2 separate regions of the Hordeum vulgare genome follow, and region 2 is linked to region 1. A link is a contact called in public Hi-C data. All regions are on one chromosome and are shown on one strand. Each heading gives the region's core, a stretch centred on a gene start, on an enhancer-like site or on the middle of the called end of the contact. The rest is flanking DNA. Distances are from core to core; before and after follow the strand shown. Region 1 has its middle 260 kb from the start of LOC123448807. Region 2 holds the start of LOC123446549 (transcription factor bHLH148-like).

What was found. A called contact is a pair of places that touch in the nucleus more often than the background predicts.
Region 2: a contact with region 1 is called in a Hi-C map of leaf, with 3 times the contacts expected there. The contact joins the promoter of LOC123446549 here to the enhancer-like site in region 1. A contact is called at or near these places in 3 of 6 Hi-C or Micro-C datasets (leaf and seedling) and 1 of 1 datasets of contacts at active chromatin or transcription factors (embryo).

Annotation. Positions count from the first base shown.
Region 1 is chr4H:422,174,096-422,181,915 of MorexV3_pseudomolecules_assembly, reverse strand. No RefSeq gene overlaps it. Among protein-coding and RNA genes, the nearest start is that of LOC123448807, 260 kb to the right of the region's middle. Within about 2 kb of position 3,240, at least 2 of the 3 cell types and tissues checked have open chromatin away from gene starts, as enhancers often do. A contact at or near this core is called in leaf, where this site is marked.
Region 2 is chr4H:422,960,697-422,968,516 of MorexV3_pseudomolecules_assembly, reverse strand. LOC123446549 (transcription factor bHLH148-like) reads left to right here and starts at 6,245. Exons shown (of 1, transcript XM_045123121.1): 1 at 6,245-7,330. The coding sequence starts at 6,378. The coding sequence ends at 6,983.

The DNA of each region.
Region 1 (7,820 bases), core at 1,991-4,490:
CAGCCCGACCACATACCTCCACGGTTTTTCCTCTAGATCGCGTTTCTGCGGAGCTCGGGCGAAGCCCTGCTGAGACAAGGTCATCACCAACCTCCGGAGCGCCGTCACGCTGCCGGAGAACTCTTCTACCTCTCCGTCTCTCTTGCTGGATCAAGAAGGCCGAGATCATCGTCGAGCTGTACGTGTGCTGAACGCGGAGGTGCCGTCCGTTCGGTACTAGATCGTGGGACTGATCGCGGGATTGTTCGCGGGGCGGATCGAGGGACGTGAGGACGTTCCACTACATCAACCGCGTTCTCTAACGCTTCTGCTGTACGGTCTACAAGGGTACGTAGATCACTCATCCCCTCTCGTAGATGGACATCACCATGATAGGTCTTCGTGCGCGTAGGAAATTTTTTGTTTCCCATGCGACGTTCCCCAAGAGAGGTTTGATGCCAAGATTGAGCACAAAACAAGAACTAGTGTTTGGAGATGAGATGGCGTTGATGAAGATAAGGATCCCCACAATGAATGGAGCGTTGCTGATTATGAAGGCTTTGATTTCTCCCTCTCGGAGGAAAGTTTCCCTTGTAGAATCGCTCCACCGAATAGCAAAAGTGCCCCGCCCAAGCTCCGCCTTGCACACAGCGGTAGAAAATCCTAAAAGTTTCGTGTGATTTTTAGGGTAACTAGAATTTTATGGGCAAAGGTCATCGGGAGGCGAGCCACCATGGACCCACATGGACAAGGGGCGTGAATAGGGGTAGGTCGCACCACCTATCCATGTTGCTGGCTACTGGTGCCTCTCTCGTACTTATTTGCTCTAATATTCTTCATATATTCTAAAATAATTCTCTAAAAATACACGTTTCATTTTGAGCTTTGGAGAATTCCTTCTCTTTTGTTTCTATTTTAAGTCCGGAATTCCAGCTGTCGGTAATCCCCCTCTCTTTGTATTATTCGCATGTTACGAGATAAATTGCATTAGAATTGCATTGCAATGTGAAATATATCATTGAAATAAAATAAATTAAAGTAAAAAATAATGATTCAAAATGGTCGTATGATTAACCCAATATCGAGCTAAAAAATAGATGAAGGAGCCATTGTTTGTAAGAACAAAGGAGATAGTATGGAGTGATGGAATTTGGTGGTTCTGCCCGACGAGATACTATGATGTGTTCGCAAGACTCGATAGTATCAAAAGGTCATCTTTGGAGGACTAGCTTCGGGCAGCTCTATATTTTGAATAGTGCCAAAATGGTATTTTCAAGCAAGGGTGTGAGGATCGCAATCCTGTTGTATGATTCTACGACATTAGGATCCATGTCGAGTCATATGATTCTAGCTAGTAAAGTCTACGTTTCTACAATTCTTGTAGTAAAGATTCTACGATTTGCGATCCTACCATCAGGGCTCCGATCCGATTTAGAATCACAACTCTGGTAACCTTGTTTTCAAATTCCAAAAATTCTTTTGGAATGTCTTATTTCATCACCATACTTTACACATGTGTGATATACATCCATATGATCATGTAGAATTCTTTTCGTAATTTTTCTGAAACTTAAATGTGAATTTTAGCTATTTAAAATAAGCCTTCCAATGCACCCGGGATAGAGGTACAGGAAGTGGGGGATACAAAGGGTGTTGTAAATTAAAACAATCAGGCAACGGGTGGGAGAGGGTAGTAGTGATTTTATTGCGAATTTCATAAGCATGAAGTTATTTTATGCATGCAGGTTTTTAGTGCCGAAACCATCATATTTTTTCGGTTTACAAACAGTCTTTCAAGCAATAAGCAGGTTTCCTCGGTAGTCCAAAATAAGGCTCTTCTGAGAGCATCGATTTTCTTAAAGACCTATGGATTCTGATTATGTCCACCCAAATAATGCATTTGTAGCGAGCTAATAATTGTTAGGCCGGCCTAATGCTCCCGTCTCCACACTTAACGAACCGCTTGCGCTGGAGAATGATGCATGCGGGCCGCTCCAGTGCTCACTTTTGTATCTTGCCGTCATGGATGCACGTGGGGGCATGATGCGAAAGCTACAATAGCTTGTTAATTGCCTCCTATAACTGAGCTCTGACTAAACTAAACTATGCGTCACGTTTCAAGGAGATGCACGATCACCAACCCGGCCGCCACATCCTTATCCTAGTAGTGAGAATCTAGGTATTATATAACTTTTATGCATTTTAAAGTGTTTTACATAGACATTAGAAAGCTTGCACAAGCTAATATGGCACGCTATGTTAATAGGAGCATCGTGCATTGAAGCTATATCGGTATGAACTATGAAGTATGAACGACACCCCTTATATCTTCCCCGATGTTTGATTATGTTCTGCTGATCATTTTAGTTACGTCTATCGTTAGCAATGTACCCCGTGATAGCTGATCCGGTCTCTGTACTCTCGGTGCAAAGAGAAACCTGCTCTGCTATCCGGCTAAAATGGAGCGCAGCGCATGCATTCCGAGCTGGAGGAGTCTGCTTATCCTAATTAACGTCGGTGATTAGTAGCCTATGAAAAGTTTTCCTAACGTACCAAAAATACATATATTGCTCGACCGGTGCAAGCAAGGAATGGAGGCGGAGTCGTGTCGAGAGAATAATCCAGGGTGTTGTAGTGATAAAAGGGCATGGAAGCTACGCGATTAGTTGACACTACGCACGCTTTCATTCGCCGAGAAGGCATAGCTGGTGTTCAGTTTGTTGGGCGGCATCATGTGGGTGCATGTGCTCGTTGCAACGACAAACAAAATAAGCGAGCTAACTGTAGCTACAAGCCTACACCCATGCACGCATGCTCTATCTACTCACTGATCTCCGTTCTCTCTGAAAAAGAAAACGATATGCATACAATATGTTTATCTACTCCCTCCGTTCCTAAATATAAGACCTTGTAAAGATTTCACTATAGACTACATACGAAACAAAATGAGTGAATCTACATTTTAAAATATGTATATATACACCCGTATGTAGTTCATAATGCAATCTCTACAATGTCTTATATTTAGAAACGGAGGGAGTACAACATGGATGGCGCCTACCTTTTCGCAAAACATAAAAAAAAATGGATGGCGCCTACCATATGCATGCATACGATACGAGTATCTGCCGACCACACAGCGCATGCAAGCTAAGCTCCCCGTCAAGCCAGCCGGCGAGCGCGAGACTCGCAATAGACAACTTGGCGCGCTGCGTTTTACTCGATGACGTAGCGGCCGTGTCTCGCCAACCGCAGGAACGGTATCTTTCTGTAGGCGGTTCGTGGCGACGCCTGGGACATTCGCATATGGGGAGTACCGGCGCATGAACACACACATGATTGCTGCGCGTATCGGCAGGCGCATGTTCTCCCCGATACATCCCTATCAAAGCATGGTGCAGAAAGAACAAAGATTGCGGCTATATATGCGGGCAGTTCGCCTCCGTTGAAGACTAGTCTTCTCTTCTTCGGCCTCTTTTCCCGACGACCAAGGCCACCGTACGACCGGAGGAGGGGTCGAGCTGGGCCGAGAAGAGGATGAACGGGGGTAGCAGGAGCAAGGCGGTGCCGGAGGCGGGCGAGAGGCATTTCGTTGAAGCTTCTAGGGCACTGGTGAAGCAGGTGAGGGAGCTGAGGAGGCTGGTGCCCTGCTGCCGCGAGCCGTGCGGGCTCGGCGAGCTGTTCCAGGAAGCGGCGACCCACATCGAGGACTTGAAGGTGCAGGTGAAGGTGATGAGGATGCTGATCGACAAGCTCTCCGACGAGTGATTCGTGTGATCCATATGCGTGCCAACAATGGCAAATTTGTGGACGCTCTGTCGATGCATGAATGGATCCACAGGGACATACATACTATTTATTTATAATACCATTCATTTATTTGAATCATCCTTATTATTTAGTTCTCCTTTACTTTCGAGAGGACAATATTTATAGTTTCTTTTAAGCTACAATATTTATTGTTATGCTCTTTGATTCAACTATGATATCCGGAGTGTACGTGTTCGGGTGTCCGTTAATTTTACTAGCACTTGTATGCGTTGAATATGTGTGCCCGCGTAGCGATTTCCAGCAAGTTGAAATGAAGTTTGCACTTCGCTTCAATCTAATCTGGCTACTTGTACCGCACAAGGCGTATTTGGTTGCCTACATCGGTAATGCAAATGAAGGCCCAACTACTTTGATGACTTCAATTACAGGGGTTTAAAGGAAGGGCGTCCCTTTTTTCAGACAAAACGAAGGTCGCTCCGTATCATGCTTTCAACGTGTCTAACTTCTCACTCGCTGAAGAGGCGAGCAAGAGGAGCCGGCCCATGTGCGTAGGAAAATATTATAAATATAATTAAAGATATTCTAAATATGTTCTAAAATATAGGTATTACAAAAAAATATCTACAACAATATTTTAAAAACGTTGAACAAGTACTTGAAAATTATTGAACAAGTATTCGGAAAATGTTGAACATATATAGAAAACTTGTTGACCATGTAACAGAAAAATGATGATTTTTTTGATAATATATATATAAAGTGTTATATTTTGAAAAAACATGTTGAACCAGTGTTTGGAAAATGTCAAGTAACTGTTTGAAAAATGTTAAATATGTATAAAAAATATTGACCATGTATTAAAAAATATTAAACTTTTTACTCAAAAACTGTTAATCCAGCATTTATTTATATATAAAAAGTATAAGAAAATATTGACCATGCATTCAAAAATGTTAATCTTGTATTTAAAAAATGGTAATCAAGCAATGTTAAAATGTGTAAAGAAAATATGTTAACCATACATAAAAATGTTAAATCTGTATTGCAAAAAATGATAAATGCATATTAAAAAATTATGATGACATATAAAAAATATAGAAGGAAAATAAAAAACCAAAGAAAACAAAAAAATAAAAAAAATAAAGCAATGAAAAAATAAAACCAACGAAACAAATAAAAATAATGTAAAAACAGAATAGAAATAAGAAAATAAAAACCTGGAATAAACGAAGAAGAAACGGTGGGAACCCCGACTAGTTTGGACATAAGTATTGTCCCCTTAGCGCAACTCTAGCACACCTCGCATTCGTTCGGCCTGCAAAACGTGTTTGCAGTTTACGGAAAAACGTTTTTGCGGACCGGCGCGCACGGCCGCGGATACAGACCCTGCATAACAGATCCGTAAAAAAACATATTCATGGAATATGCTTTTTCAGCCCCCACGGGGGCTGAAATGTCCCTCCCACCAACCGCTTCCGCTTATATGCAGGGCACCGCAACGGCGAGGGTGAAACCCGCGAATACGCGGGTTGGGGCCAAGATTTTGTCGCACCCCGCAAAAATATTTGCAGATCGGACGGGATGCGGGGTCTGATCGGGCAGGTTTTTCCGCCCCGACCCGCATTTGGATGGTTATTTTCCGGATCGGGGCGGGATGCTAGGTTTGTTAGAGTTGCTCTTACTACTTTGTCGCGAACCTACCGACGGGGCTCTTACCCGAGCCGGCCAATCTAGGGTGCATCGGGAAAGACCTTTTCCTGGGCTTGGGAAGCTTTCCATCCATTTTTTTAATTTGGGTTTTCCCGGATCCCTCTTTTTTCTATTTCTTTTGTTACATTATATGATTTCACTTTTACCTTTTTTTGAAGTTCATAATTTCTTTCCTAATTAATGAACTATTTTTCAAATGTGCAAACTTTCTAACAAAGTTAAGAACCTTTTTCCAAATTTGGCGTACTTTAAAAAAAGGATGAATTGGTTTTCAAAAACAATGAACTGGTTTTCAAAAACAATGAACTATTATTAGAAATTGTGAACTCTCTCCAAAATAAATATTTTTTTTGCACAAGTTGTTGAACTTCAAAAAATGTACTTCTTTAAAGTTGATGAACCTTTTTGTTCTTCTTTGGGAATCCTCTTTTTTAGAAGATCATGAAATTTTAGGAATTCAAGATTTTTTTTCAAAAAACCTTCATATGCATGACCTTTTTTGGATTTGCACAAAAATGGACTTTTACCATTGTTATGGATTTTCTGGAAAAAAAATGAGTGAGTGAACGAGCAGTTGTTCAACAGTAGCGACATTTTTTTTCAAACGAGCGAGCGTGCTCATGGGCCGGCCATGCCAGCTTGTTAACTAGCACAAAATGCTACAATTAGGAGTCCCGACCGACCAACGATTGACTTGTTGACCGGCCAACAACAAACTTTTGTAGAAAAAAGAAGGAAAACTGAGATTATTCAAAAAGTAAAAAAAACTTGATAATCATAAAAAAATAATGCATATTAAAAAAATTACAAAAAAACAAAAAAATGTTTATAAAACACTATTTCGGAAATCATTCATAGATTTCTGGAAAACAATCATGCATATGAAAAAATGCTCATGAATTTTGAAAGAGTTCATCCGTTTTTTACAAATTTGAGAAGGTTATTCTACTATGAAAAAAAATCATCAACTTTGAAAAATGTTCTGTATTTTTAAAAATGTATTTATTTTGAATGAAAAACTACACGAATTTAAGAAAAAAATCAAGTATTTAGAAAAAATTGTAATGTTGAAAAATCATGAATTGAAACAAAGATTTCTAAAACATTAAAAGTTCACAAATTTGAAAAAATATTCATGCATTTAGGAAAAATGTAAAAAAGAAGAAACTGGAAAATAAAAACTCACAGGCAGCCAAGTGAGTTAGCTTGTTGTTTATATCATTTATGCAATCACGCCCAATTATTTTGGTGTCTTCAACTAAAGGGGCTCAAACGGATGAGGACGACAAAAAGCTAGGAAAATTGCGTCCTATGGGAGAAGTTGAAAAAAGTAGCCCAATATCTCTAGAGATAGGCAAAAGCTTAGTTGTTTAGTTGTTGCATGTGGTTGATAGGGGAGCAACTAGTTAGCGAGCGATTTTTTGGGAGCCATCCAGCGATCGCTCTGCACGCCGTCACTTGGCGCGTTTTCAGCCGTCGCCACTTGCCACGCTTTTAGCGTTTCCTTCAGATTTTGTTTTTTTTTTGTTTTTTTCAAGCATTTTCGTCTTTTTTGAGTGGGTTTTTTCTGTTTTTTTTATTTTATGGTTTTGCACCGGTCTTTCGTAACTTTTGGATGATTTTTTTATTTTTTCATGAAAAAATGCCTTTTCTTTTTTTTTTTATGCAGAAAAACTCGTTTACTTGTTTTTTTGCGAAAGACACGGTTTTGCCTTCACGAGAGGCACAACCGTGCCTCTCGGAAAGGGAGAAAAACTCGTTTTCGTTTTTTTGCGAGAGGCACGGTTTTGCCTTCGCGAGAGACACGTCCGTGCCTTTCGAAAATGAAAAAAATGCGTTTTCTGTTTTTTTACGAGAGGCACGGTTTTGCTTCCGCGAAAGGCACAGCTTTGCCTTCGCGAGAGGCATGCCCGTGCCTCTCCCGAAAGGGAAAAAAATGTATTTTCTATTTTTTTGGGCGAAAGAGACGGTTTTGCTTCAGCAAAAGGCACGATTTTGCCTTTGCGAGAGGCACGCCCATGCCTCTTCCGAAAAGTGGAAAAAACACGTTTTCCGCTCTCTCTTTTTTCGTGAGAGGCATGGTTTTGCTTGTGCGAGAGGTACGATTTTGCCTTCGCAAGAGGCATGACCCGTGCCTCTCGGAAAGAAAAAAACGTGTTTTTTGCTTTTTTTTTCTATCGCGTGTGACATGGTTTTTTCTTCCGGTTTTTTTCATGAAAAAAAGTTCATCAAAACCTATCAACATGGGATCTAGTTTTGAAGATCTCAACACGAGAAAGCCAATTGTGAAAACGGTTCAAGATTTGTACGCACAGTTTAGAAGATAAAACATTTTGAAAATACGGATCTACAAAAAAAAG
Region 2 (7,820 bases), core at 4,996-7,495, 780 kb before region 1:
TAAAAATTGTATCTTTCAATGCGCCATTTGGATAATATTTCGCCTTGATGACTTGTGCACACAGGGAATCAGGTCGGGTTAGCAGTCTCCAGGCTTGCCGCACCAAGAGAGCTTGGTTGAACAACCGGAAGTCGCGGAATCCTAGTCCTCCTCTATTCTTTGGATCACAGACTTTCTCCCACGATTTGCAATGTGTTTTCCTTTTGCCATTTTTTGCTCCCCACCAAAAGTTCCTTACCAGCCGTGTTAGGTCCTCACACACTAATGCAGGTAGCTTGAACACCCCCATAATGTATGTGGGGATCCCCTGGGCTACTGCTTTGATCATAGTCTCCTTCCCCGCTTGTGAGAGGGTGTCCCCCCATTCCAATATACGTTTTGTTAGGCTCTCTTGCAATTTCTGAAATTTACCTCCGTGCATTCTGCCATCTGGTGTGGGGAGCCCAAGATATTGCCCTTCAAAGTCTTGTTGCTGAACATCAAGGATCTGGCTCACTACTAGTTGATTTGCTGCTGGGCAAGCCTCCCCAAAGTGAATAGAGCATTTTTGTGCATTGATGAGCTCACCTGTTGCTTGTGCATAGCTATGGATAACCCCTTTGACAAGCGTGGCTTGCTCATGGTTGGCCTTGAAAAATAGGAGGGTGTCATCCGCGAACAGCAAATGAGAAACACCTGGGGCTCGTCGGCGCACCTTAACTGGTTCAATATTATCGGACAACACCCCTTGTCGGAGGAGAGCAGAGAGGCCACCAGCAACAAAGAGGAACAAGAAAGGGGATAGGGGATCACCTTGTCGTAGTCCACGCAAGGGTGTAAATGAATCCAAGATAGCTCCATTAAATTTGACAGAATAGCGCACGGATATGACACAAGCCATAATCAATTGTACCCATTGTTGAGAGAAACCAAGTTTTTCCATCGCTTGCCTTAGAAAGCTCCAATCCACACGGTCATAGGCCTTAGATAGGTCAAGTTTATATGCACAGAAACTGTTCTTGGGGTTTTTCTCTTGGTGCATAAAATGTAAACACTCAAAGGCCAGCGGCGCATTGTCTGTAATCAGCCTACCTGGAACAAAAGCACTCTGGGCTGGCGATATAATCTCATCCAGGATAGGGCGCAGCCTGTTAACTAGGCATTTTGCCACGATCTTATATATCACATTGCAAAGACTTATTGGCTTGAATTCTGTGAGGCGTGTAGGGTTAGATACCATGGGAATTAGCACAATGATGGTCTCATTAACTCCTGGAGGCATCACCCTTGAGTGGAAGAAAGATTTGACAGCAGAAGTAATATCGTTCTTCATAACTGCCCAATTTTTCTGGAAGAATCTTGCAGGGAAACCGTCCTTACCAGGGGCCTTCAGGGGGGCGATTTGGAACAGACTATCGGCTATTTCCTTATCAGAGAACGCCTTGCAAAGACAGTCATTCATCGCCTGCATTACTTTGGGCTCAAACAGGTTCAACAAGGGCTCACGAACCAAGTTATCTTTCTCTTTAAAAAGGTCCTGGAAGTATGAGTTGACTAGATCACTCATCGCCTTCTGCTCACTATGGGTAACTCCGTGAGCATCCACCAGGGTTTTAACTCGATTTTGCGTGCGCGCCACACTCCCTTGTGGTGGAAGAATTTAGTGTTCTGATCGCCATCTCATAGACAATCCACCCTAGATCTCTGCAGCCAAAGAAGTTCCTCGCGGTACAAGAGCTCATTCATATGATCGGTTACCCTTCTAATCTCGTTCCTGTCAGTATTCATATTAAGGAGTTCTTCAAGCCGTGGTCTACTTTTTTCCGACTCCTGGGTCACATGACCAAACTTCTCCTTACTCCAGAGTTGTAGTTTGTACATGAGCTGGTTTAGACCCTGCCTCACGTCGCCGAGATGCACCATCCGTCCGGCCTATGCCCAAACAGACCCAACTGTTTCCTGTAGGCTCGGCTCCCTTTCCGAGGCAATCTCATACTGCTTGTGGGAAGGGTGATGTTGTTTATCGGGTTCCTTCTCACAGCATAAGACAACTGGTAGATGATCTGAACACGCACTAACAAGGTGAGAGACCGCCGTCTCAGCAAATAAATATCTCCAAGCATTGTCTGCAACCACCCTATCCAAACGGACCCTGACATTCCTTCTTCCGTCACGCTTGTTATCATAGGTAAAGGGCATTCCCGAGAACCCCAAGTCTTGGAGGCCACATACCTCCAAGGTATCTCTGAAAGCGAGCATTTGTGGTTCTCCTCGTGGGGTTACAGACATGTGTCCGAAGGACCACATAGCTTCATTGAAATCACCCATCACACACCAAGGAAGATCGGATTGGACTTTCAGATTATGCATCGCTGCCCACGTGGTGTGTCTATTTTCCACACGAGGCTCTCCATAAACACATGTGAGTCTCCATTCAGGGTCAGTCGGGGATACGCGGATATACACATCAATAAATCTTTCATTAACTTATTTCACATCCACACATAGCTGCTCACACCAAAATAGGGCTAAACCACCACTTAGGCCAACACTATCAGATCCGACAAAACCTCTCAGCCCTAGTCTACCACATAGACGACGAACCTTAGTAGCATTCTGTCTAGTTTCACATAGGAACACCATTCGGGCCTTGATCTTTTGCACAAGGCCCGCTAATTCACGAACTGTAGGTTTGTTGGCCACACCCCGACAGTTCCAAGTTAGGCAATTCATTGCTCGTGACGGGGCGCCACATTTGGCCCCGTTAGTTCGCCGATGGCCCCATGGCCGGTTGCCTCCTTTACCTCCTCACACACAATGTTGTTTCCTACCCTTCCATCATCTATAGGCATCCATTGTTCCTGCGCTAACTGGTTGTCCACCTTCCCTTTCTTCTGCACCCCTCCAGACGATGCGACAACAAAGGGCACCATAGCATTGGTAGCATCTGCCACAAGATCGAATCCAAGCATACCATCCACCTGGCGTTTCCCCGGAACTGAATCATGGTAGTCCATAGGCGCTGATGCACTTTCGGACGAGCCAAGGGAGCTTAACCCGCGGAGAGCTGGAATCATGTCTTCCGATCCAAGCGGTGCATCCCGGATCACCAGGTTGCCCGGTCTCTGTCCCTCCGGCATCTTCTTTGGCACTCCGCTTTTCTTCTTTCTCTGCTTGCTCACGCCTGGGCTACCGGTAGCTGGAGCTTTTGCTTCAAAAAATTTAGCCATCTGTTGGACCTTACTACATTCAGGTTTTTCCTTCTCCAGCCATACCTTCATTTTATCCACCTCCTTCGCGAGGGTCTGGTCGGCTGCTGTCGAGCCCGGTGCCTCCTCAAGTTCAAAATTATCATGGGCATCTACCCGCCTTGGAATCTCAGGGTCCTCATTTGGTTTACTACTTCCACTCGATCTCATATGATCCTTGTTATTCGCCGAACCTGTGCTACCAAAAGAGAAGCTCATCCCCCTTCGTGCACGCGGCTGACCAGGCGAGGGGGTATAAGCCGTCCTGTGATCAAACTTCTTGTACGGTGAGCATCTGAGCATGGAATCGTAGGCCTTGGAGGGGAGACCCAGGAGCTTTTTCTCACAAGCAAGTTTGTCATGCCCCATAAACCCACAATGGAAACAGAAGTGTGGAACACGTTCATACTTTAGTTGGAAGATGCTTCGCTTCACAACTCCTTGAGCTTTGTATTCGAGAATCACTTCCTTCTGCAATCGCCTGTTATAGGGGAGCTTAACTCTTATGCGGAGAAATTCATTCATGGCATGGCCTGTATCAGGTGCATCTACCTCAATGACTTCGCCCAGCGTTCCACCAATGGCCCTCCCGTAAACCTTAGCCTGTCTCTTCCATGGAACATCGAACACCCGCACCCACACTGGTACAGAATGAAGGACAGATTCAGATGGTCTCGCATCGCCATCGAATGGAGCAACCAGCAAAGCATTGCCATCGTAAATCCATGGCCCCCCTCTTCCCACAAAGTTGAAGTCTCCTTCCGAGAAGAGCTTGATCACAAAGTGATTGCTCTCCATAGGTTGGAATTCCACCCCAGTACGTAGCTGCCAGATCTTCTCAAAGTGGTTAGACAAAGTCTTTGCACTTGGACACTTCTGCGCTCGGTACAAGCCTAGTAGCTTCCACCTCTCCGTTTCATCCACTTCTTCATCGTCCTCATCAAAATCCACCGCGACGAAGGCCACATCATCCATGGCCACTTCACCGCCTAGCTGCGTGTCAGCGGATGCCGGTAAGCCATCCCCATATCTTGGAGCATCCCAGTTGTTGTCCTCCTCCTCCGGACACATCTCATGACCTTGTGTTCTCGCAGCCCTAGACGTCACCATGGCACGACCGCGCGTTGGCTTCGGGCGGGCAGGAACCTCACCGGTTCCCCCTTGATCACCCCCACCACCGCTAGAAGGCGACGGTAGCGACGACATCGGTGCAGCTTGAACGGGGTCAGGATCAGGTGGATCAGGGTCGGCGCGTAGAGATCTGCTTATCGGGTTACTGCAATGACTACTATATGTAGGTACTTCCTAGGTAGTCCCTTCGTGCAGTCCTCGGACTCCGAGGGGCCGGGTAGGGGTAGGACTCTTAGACGGCGTAGACCTCAGATACGTACGATGGAGGGACACCTCTCATTGCTCCGATAAGCTTCCATCCTTGGGCGTCGGCGGCGGTGGCGGCAGGGTTTCGCCCATGTCGCGGGAGCCATGCCTAAACCCTAGATACATCATATGGTAAACCAATGGATGTTTTCACTATGTTTATATCAAGACAACACTTCCTGAGCACATTTGAAGGCTGTCGTCTAATTCAAATAAAGAGTTGTTCCAAAAATCCAGAGAATGAGATCATATGATCATAGAGTCGTATGGTGTGCATATATGTATATGTCGCAGAAGTACCTATTTTTTACATATAGAACTACTAGATTTGCATAATATGACGGTCAAAAATACAGCACGCTTCTCGCAAAAAAAGTAAAAAAGAAATCAGCGCTGACGTAATGTGATTATCCTCGTTCCAGTTAGAGATCTCACATGGAACATCTGATGATATTGTTTCGAAAAACAGCACACACTAATAGCTTGAAAAAAAGAAAAGCAATCCAGTCCCTATATACCGCGTATTGATTATTCACTGATTGTCCTGGTCTTATGGCACAGTAACTACGGCACGCAGTGCCATTTGCCAAGGTGATCTACAGTGTGAGGAGGACCACAAGACAAAAGAAGAAGAGCAGATCTCTGCACCCCCTCTCGATCAGAAAGCACCATGCCATCTCGCCGCCGTTTACTGGCGTATATTTTGGTTTGCTATTTTTCATTTCTTTTTAAAATGCATTCTACACCAAACGTACGCAGGCAATTTGCACTACCCGCAGAGGTTCAACGACCCCAGATTTGCTGTGTGTGTGTCTCGCCCAAGGCAAGTCAATGAGAGAGCATTAATTTTCCGTCGATCGTTATGTGCCAAAAAAAATTACTGCTCCAAAGAATTCTATGTTCTTCGGAGTAGTACTACTCTTTGAATTGTAGTATTAAATCTGAAGAATTCTACTAAGAATATTATTTCACAAGGACCTTGGATCATACTACGCCTAAGTTGTTAAATTCGTATATAAAATTCACATTCATTCATATGTCCATATTTTTTAAAGAATAAACTCTATTACAAAAGTTCTTCAGAAATACAAGATATCCCAAATGTAATAAAAATTACATCGAGATTTTGAGACCATTAAAAAATTATTATTGCTGCGAGAACAAACGCGACGCATCGTTGTGGGCGCTCCTTATCGAAGGCACACACACGTGCCCCTTATGTCGATGTTATCATGAAGTAAACACAACAAATATGCTCAAACATGATTTTACATTTCAATGAAACTCTAACGTGGCCTAAAAACAAGAGCGCCTTGCCTTTTTCGCGGCCATGAGCACGGAAGGAAGGAGAGCAAGAAGCCTCCGGCTCCCTGACCTGATCCAGTTGGTGGACACCGAGCCACAAAGTCCAAACCCAGTGGACCTCATAATTAGCTGCTTGCTTACACCGAGTGTCACACATGCAAAATGGATATACCAAAAGCACAGAAAATTCATTACCATACACTCAACCAACACGGCAGCACAAAGGAGAGAGAGAGAAAAAAAAACAGAAGCCAAAAATCCAAAAGAGTCACATGACTAATGGGGGCGGCATCACTGCTGTCATTTGCCAATACCGCCCCCTTTATATTCATTCCCCAACCTCCCCCATCTCTTCCCACCTCTGCCTCCCCTGGCTCTCCTCCAACTCAAAGGCAAGCGCAGACCCAACTCAGCGGAGAAACAATCAGATCACAGGCTGCCTAATCCTGCTCTTCCCTGGCGATTGCAATGGCATCCACGTCGAGCTCGACGGCGGTGGACGAGAATGAGCGGAAGCGGAAGAGGGCAGCAGCCGGGGGAGAGTCCACGGCGTCCGCCGGGCCGGGGACGGAGGCGCAGCCTTCCAAGTGGCGGACGCGGCGCGAGCACGAGATCTACTCCTCCAAGCTCTTCGAGGCGCTCCGCCTTGTCCGAGGTGGGTCATCGACGACGGCGCCGGCGCGTGGCCGGGCCGTGCGGGAGGCGGCCGACCGCGCGCTGGCGGTGGCGGCCCGCGGGCGCTCGCGCTGGAGCCGCGCCATACTTGCATCCCGCCGCCGCCGCCTCCAGGCCGCCCACCGCGCGCGCCTCCGCGCCCCAGCCACACCGCCTGCGCGCCACCCCTCCGTCACTGCCGCCGCACAGCCCCAGCCGGGTAAGGCACCTGCTCTGGCGAAGAAGGCCAAGGTGCTCGGGCGGCTGGTGCCTGGCTGCCACAAACTGCCGTTCCCGGCTCTCCTGAGCGAGGCCTCCGACTACATCAAGGCGCTGGAGATGCAGGTGCGCGCCATGACCGCTCTAGCCGAGGTCCTGGCCAGCGTCTCAGCCTCCGGCAGCTCCTCCTCGCTGGCATGACCCAAGCTTGGTGCATGATTCGTGTATTCGTTGTAAATTTCACCCCCTTTTCCTCGTGGGATCGATTAGTTAGCCCCTGCTTCCTCCTCTCTAGTTTGCCACGTTCTTTCTCATGTTGGTTGAGCGGTTAGTGTGTTGGTGATAATGATGGCATTCTGGTGATTTAAACCGTGCTGTAATGCCTCTCTATGTCTCTCTCGTTCTCTAGTGGTAGGCACATTCGTTTTGTTGTATTCTCTTCTAGCTTCGCTTTCTCCTCGGGATTCTTTCGCGTGTTTGTTTCTCTTTCGACCCCTTCTCTGATAAATGTATCAGGCATGAAGAAATGTTCAGAGCACTTCCTTGGTGGTGGTCGAGTACCGTGTGTGTGTTCTTTCCTGCGCGCGGCGCATGTCTCTCTCGCTTTCTGTCGACTGGAAAGCGCACTTAACATAACCTTCATCATCTCCTAATCATACTTATCGCGTGATTCTCATGAATGAAATGATGCCATGGGTTCTCTGTTCCATCGCGGTAACACCCGATCAAGTTGCAATGCATGATCAAAATCTCTCAAACTGCGACCGACTTAGCACTAACCGATACTTATGCTCGAGCTGTATGGAAACAGCAGAATTTCACCCTCCCATGGCGTTCCTGGAAAAGATAAAAGCTCCCTAGAGGGATGGAGCAGTCCATTGTTTATCTCGAAACATGGAACGGGAAGTGTGGGAGCAACGTGGGGGGAATAAATGGCACGTGGCCGATCTGAGCGGCACGCCGGATTAAACCCCGTGGGGACCACCGTGCAGTGGGGAGGGCGGTAAAAAAAACATCTCTCGGCCGCGCAGCGCAGTT